Regions from separate parts of the Rattus norvegicus genome. Here region 1 is linked to region 2. A link is a contact called in public Hi-C data. All regions are on one chromosome and are shown on one strand. The core of a region is the stretch at or near the end of the contact, and the rest is flanking DNA. Distances in the headings are between cores, read along the strand shown.

What was found. A called contact is a pair of places that touch in the nucleus more often than the background predicts.
Region 1: a contact with region 2 is called in a Hi-C map of the Rat2 cell line, with 11 times the contacts expected there. The contact joins two enhancer-like sites. A contact is called at or near these places in 12 of 12 Hi-C or Micro-C datasets (the A7r5 cell line, the Rat2 cell line, Schwann cells and 7 more) and 1 of 1 datasets of contacts at active chromatin or transcription factors (oligodendrocytes).

Annotation. Positions count from the first base shown.
Region 1 is chr14:44,354,563-44,357,406 of GRCr8, forward strand. The region is part of intron 14 of Tbc1d1 (TBC1 domain family member 1); the gene reads right to left. Among named protein-coding and RNA genes, the nearest start is that of Tbc1d1, 130 kb to the right of the region's middle. Within about 2 kb of position 1,534, at least 5 of the 93 cell types and tissues checked have an H3K27ac peak or open chromatin away from gene starts, as enhancers often do.
Region 2 is chr14:43,791,541-43,794,240 of GRCr8, forward strand. No RefSeq gene overlaps it. Among named protein-coding and RNA genes, the nearest start is that of Tlr10, 28 kb to the left of the region's middle. Within about 2 kb of position 1,356, at least 5 of the 93 cell types and tissues checked have an H3K27ac peak or open chromatin away from gene starts, as enhancers often do.

The DNA.
Region 1 (2,844 bases), core at 284-2,783, 560 kb after region 2:
TGTAGGGTATAGAGCTTCGGAGGCCAGTAGGCTGGTGTAGTATGAAATATCAGCAGACATTCACCCAAGGGCGGCTGTAGGTAAAGACATGGAGCCTCCTATGCACCCTCCTGCTGGTCACACCCAGCCTTCACTAAGTCCACAGATTTGATCCCCCTGAAAACATTGCAAACTTCTTGCCATTGTCACACTTCGACATCTTACTGAAACCTTTAATAGTAACAAATTAAGCTAGATAAGAAAAGCACATCTGCAATTCTAGTACTCACAGGATTGGGAGTTCAAGGCTAGCCCTAGCTACAGAGTTCAAGGCCAATATGAACTATATGAGACCCTGTCCTTGCCTCAAAATTAAGAATAACAAATCAAGGGGTTGGGGATTTAGCTCAGCGGAAGAGCGCTTGCCTAGCCAGCGCAAGGCCCTGGGTTCGGTCCCCAGCTCCGGAAAAAAAGAAAAAAAAATAGTAGAAAAAAAAAAAAAAAAGAATAACAAATCAAAACTTTCCACTTTGGACTTTGTCCTGGGGCACACACACATGCTCTGAATAGTCAGTTGACCCCAAGGAGGAAGTCCCTGCCAGCTGGGTGCTGCAATCAAGTCATAGTCACCTGACTCCCAGAACACCCAGCTCCTATGCTGAGGATAGAAACCTCGGCTCTATTCCCTTAGCAAGCAGAAGTGATCAGGGTGATGATGTTTTCAGATCACTTCACGAAGTGGAAGAACTTCTGTTTGAATTCCAGAGGCACATCGGGAAAAGTAACAGTGCTAGCGTAGCAGTGTTAACAAGCGCAGGAGCAACCAGCCAAGGCAGTCACAGTGGTTCTGGAATGATATGCCAAGGACAACACATATACACACAAAACAAAACAAAACCAAAAACTGAGCAAACAAAAAACTTCACATGAACAATCAGATCCTTGGCGTGAAAAAACTCCATCTTGAGCTGGAGAGATGGCTCAGCGGTTAAGAGCAACTGACTGCTCTTCCAGAGGTCCTGAGTTCAATTCCCAGCAACCACATGGTGGCTTACAACCATTTGTAATGAGATCTGATGGCCTCTTCGGGTGTGTCTGAAGACAGCTACATAAAGTAAATAAATTTAAAAAAAAAAAAGAAAAGAAAAACTCCATCTCAAAACAGGTCTTTATTTACTACAGAAAAGCAAGGTAAAATTGAACAAAAATCAATCTTGCCTGGGAGGTAGAATATGCCTGGAACCCCAGTATCTGAGAGGCTACAGCAGAGGTTTCCAAGTAAGCCCTGCAGAGCTAAATCCCATCTCAAAGAGGAGTAATTAAAAAAATAATCACATCTGTCAACTGGACACTATCTGCTTTTGTCCTTGCCATAAAATCCTGGAGAAAAAGAGACTCTTCCCATAAAGTCCTGCGGAAATCACAACTCCCTATTCAAATAAGTTGCAAGTGGGCAGAAGTACAACTATCTTAACTCCAACAGAACAGTACTGGGGGAAGGAAACAAGTTCTTTCTTGGGCATAGGAGAGCAGGACCACCAAGACCAGGGAGAAACACTGCCACCAAGTGGTGGCAGGCTCTCCAGTCACCCGAGGTTGCCAGGTCTTGATGTGACAGCAATACTTCAAAAGCTTCCTAAAGAAAAAGAGCCCACAAAGTCTGACCTTGACTCAGGCAGTGGGAGGACAGGTCCATCTTGGCTACTTAGGAATCTCCCAGGAAGACCAGGGATAAAGTCCAGCTGGTAGAGTCCTTGCCCCACAGGTCCCTTAGTCCAACCTCAGCACTACATTAAAGAACAAAACAAAACCCAGAAAGACAAGATACAACCACCAACAAAAACCAGACACACCTGTAGCACCCCAGCACTCAGAACTGGAGGGAGAATCAAGAGTTCAAGGGCAGCATCAGTTACACAGTGAGTTCAAGGTCAGCCTGGATCAACCCATTTCCAACAATGAATTCCCCAGATGGCTCTGAGGCCCAGTGAAAGACACACCCCTGAACAAGGCAAAATGACTGCACAGAGACGGATATGGTGTTTGCATCATTCCACTACGTCAGCCATTAAAATCTCCCCAAGACACATAAATTCTTGAAAACAAATTAAGTCACTAAGTACTTCCTACCTCTTGCCCAGTAACATAGAAGTCACACTGAAGATTCCTTACATGCTTTAGTTTGGCCTTAACTGTTTACATCTAGGGTTATCTAGCCTAAAGTTCTTCATGTTTTGAGTAGGGCAGGCTGATCTAGCTGTATTCACAAGCTAAAAAAAAAAAAATCTCTCAACATGGGCTTCACTGGACTATATACTCACAAAATGGGTTTCAAGTCAATAAATCATTCTTATTTATGCCAAAAAGACTTTCCTTCCCATTTTCAAGACATGTCAAGATCTGAAGGCATCTATTGTTGGTGAAATGCACACTGTGATATGAAATACTTAAATGAAATGAACTAGATGAAGACTAAAACTGTTCCCTGGCACAAACAGAACAAAAAGATTTCCTCCGTTCCAAGTGGAGAGCTGCCTAAAAATTATTTCATAATGACAAAGAGTTCTCTTTTGATGGTATGCTGAGAAAAGAAACTAGAGGATGTGCACCACAAACTACCTAGTTAAAAGCTGGTTTCCAGCATCCTGTGCTGTCCTGACAATTAGGTGAGAGTCCTTGACAAGGAAAACAAACTTGCGTACAAAGTACATCCTTGGAGCAGAGCACTGGGCAATGCCTGTAGAGGATGAGGGTAGACAGGGATTTCCCAGGTCCGTGTTTACCCTCTTACTCCCTATCACTGTACCCCATTGCACCCTGCTTCCTTACACGCACACCCCTTCTCATCTAAGGTCACTGGCAGCT
Region 2 (2,700 bases), core at 106-2,605:
GTTCTCCACTTCTTTACTTTGTCTGCCCTTCAGTTCATTTATTCCTTCATTCATGCACGTCTGTCTGTCTGTCCATCCCCCCCCATACAATCAAAACCACATGCCAATTGTGTCAGGCACTGAGCTAAGGTCTGGACAGACAGAAACAGGACGAAAAGGCCCCTCCCCACTCTCTCATAAAGCCCCCACCCCAGTGAGTTTAAGTGGAGAGGGTGGCTGTGCTGGGGGCTTGAGGAACGTCAGAGATGGCACATTGTAGGCTCAGAAAAGGCGTAGCACAAATTGTACATCTGAGTAGAGTTTTTCCACACCAGAATGCTCAAAAGTCATTCCTGCCACACCATCACCATGCTGAAACCTACCTTTAAGCTTACCTGCCTGCTGCATTGTTCAGATACAACGTCCCATCATCACCACCTTTTCTAAGGCCTGCCCTGTTGTCTGCCCTACTTCCAACCCTATCAGAGCACAGTGCTCAGGTACCCTCATCCCCTAAAATCTCTTCTGTGTCTACTTCCCTCCCACAACCACTAGAATTTGATCCAAATGGTCACAGATATCTCTAAGGTATCCTAGTTATTTCTAGTTCATTAACACACACACACACACACACACAGAGAGAGAGAGAGAGAGAGAGAGAGAGAGAGAGAGAGAGAGAGAGAGAGGTGCACCATATACCTTAATACAATGGATCTGAGTGTGTATAAATTTGCAGATACAAGCATCATGTGTATGTAAGTCCTATTATGTATGTGAATGTGCAACTGTATAAACTCCGGTTTTCTGAGAATCCTAAGTGCTTGGTTGAGATTAGCTGTTGCTTCCTCAAAAAACAAAGCTGCAGCCAGCTTTTCAATCTCAGAAATAAAAGAGCATCCATGGATAATTTTGCCATAAGAGACAAAGCTGGGGCACCCAGCAGATGTTGGAAGCACTTGAGTGATATGAGATGTATTCTACCATTTACCTTTGAGAAAGGATTTCTTTGCTAGCAAGAGCCTGAGCCTCTCTCTCTCTCTCTCTCTCTCTCTCTCTCTCTCTCTCTCTCTCTCTCTCTCTGTGTGTGTGTGTGTGTAGTATCCTTCTTAGTATTGATACAGCCCTTCTTCTTGTGTTCAGGAGAGATCGGCTCTAACTTTCATCCCAGTCTTTCAAATAAGGAGGATAAAACATGGAGAGATTCAGGAACCCAAAGTCACAAGGAACCAGGACTGATGTGGGGGCAGCCTGGCTCTCATGTCCCAGCCTTTTCCTCACTAATGTTCACTGCCATTGCACAGTACTGACGTTTACCAAGCCACTCAACCTTGGAAGGACAGGAAGAGGAGTCATGGAGAAGGGGGAGGCAGGACCTTTGAGACCAGCTCTTGCTGGAGGTCTTGTTCCTTCCTGGATCTCCAGCAGATGGCACTCATGGCCTAAATTACGTGGGCTGCCACTTGAGAAAAAACCCGGATCCTAAACATTTGTCCCTTAGTCTTGAAATATTTTGAGTATACTAATTGGATCCAGTACATGGGAAAAAGTAAGTTGATGTTCCAGAACATTTCTTGGAGGACTTGCAAAATGGGCATTGATAACCAAGAGCCTAATAAACTAGGCTTACTGCTAGACAATGGGGAAAACCTGCTCAACATTGGCTTGCAGACCATTGACAGAGTGGAGTGAAGCCCTATGCTTTTGTAAAGTTTGGGAGCAATTCAGCCTGTCCACACCTTTATGCTGGGGGAGTTTTCTTTCTAGGGGTATATGTCACATCCCTTGCAGGAAATTATGTCAGAGAGATGATCCAGGAAGGCCACACCTATCAGAGGTCAGATGCAGAACCGCCCCCGGAACAGTCTCTGTGAGGTGTTCTTTGCAATTCTTTATCCTTTCAGTACATGCAGTTAACAATGAGTGTAGTCTATTTTTATTTTTTGCTCATTGGTGTTTTGCCTGCATGTATGTCTGTATGAGGGTCTCAGAGCTGGAGTTAAGCTGTGAGCTACTTCGTGGGTGTTGGGAATTGAAACTAGAGTCCTCTGGAAGAACAGCCAGTGCTCCTAACCATTGAGCCATCTCTCCAGCTCCCTCTTTTTGGTTTTTCTTTTTTTTTTTTTTTTTTTCCCCGGAGCTGGGGACCGAACCCAGGGCCTTGCGCTCACTAGGCAAGTGCTCTACCGCTGAGCTAAATCCCCAACCCCTCTTTTTGGTTTTTCAAGACAGGGTTTCTCTGTGTAGTCCTGGAACTCTGTACTAAGTTGACCTGAACTCAGAAATCTCGACTGCCTCTGCCTCCCAAGTACCAGGTTGAAAAGGCTTGTGCCACTTGGAAGCTTTTAGGGCAAATGGGCCAAGTTGTTTTTCTGATTATACAAAAGTTTTTCCATGTCCCTGTTACTCTGAGGAGACCTGATAGTTTTGGGGGACACTCATCAGTCTCTGTTATAGTTTACTTGTATCCTACGAAGCCCATATATGCAAGTCATGAGGTGATGTTGTAAAGTGCTGAGGTCCTGAATGGGTGGGGCACTGCCCCGCCTCTTATTGCTGGAAGAACCAGAGCTAGGTGCTCCCATGACCAGAGATGGACATCTCACCAGGTACAAGATCTATTAGTGCCTTGGTCTTGAACTCCCAAACTCCCAAACTCTCAACAACGTATTTTTGTTGTTTGTAAAGAATATAAGCTTGTGACATTTTACTGCAGCAGACAAA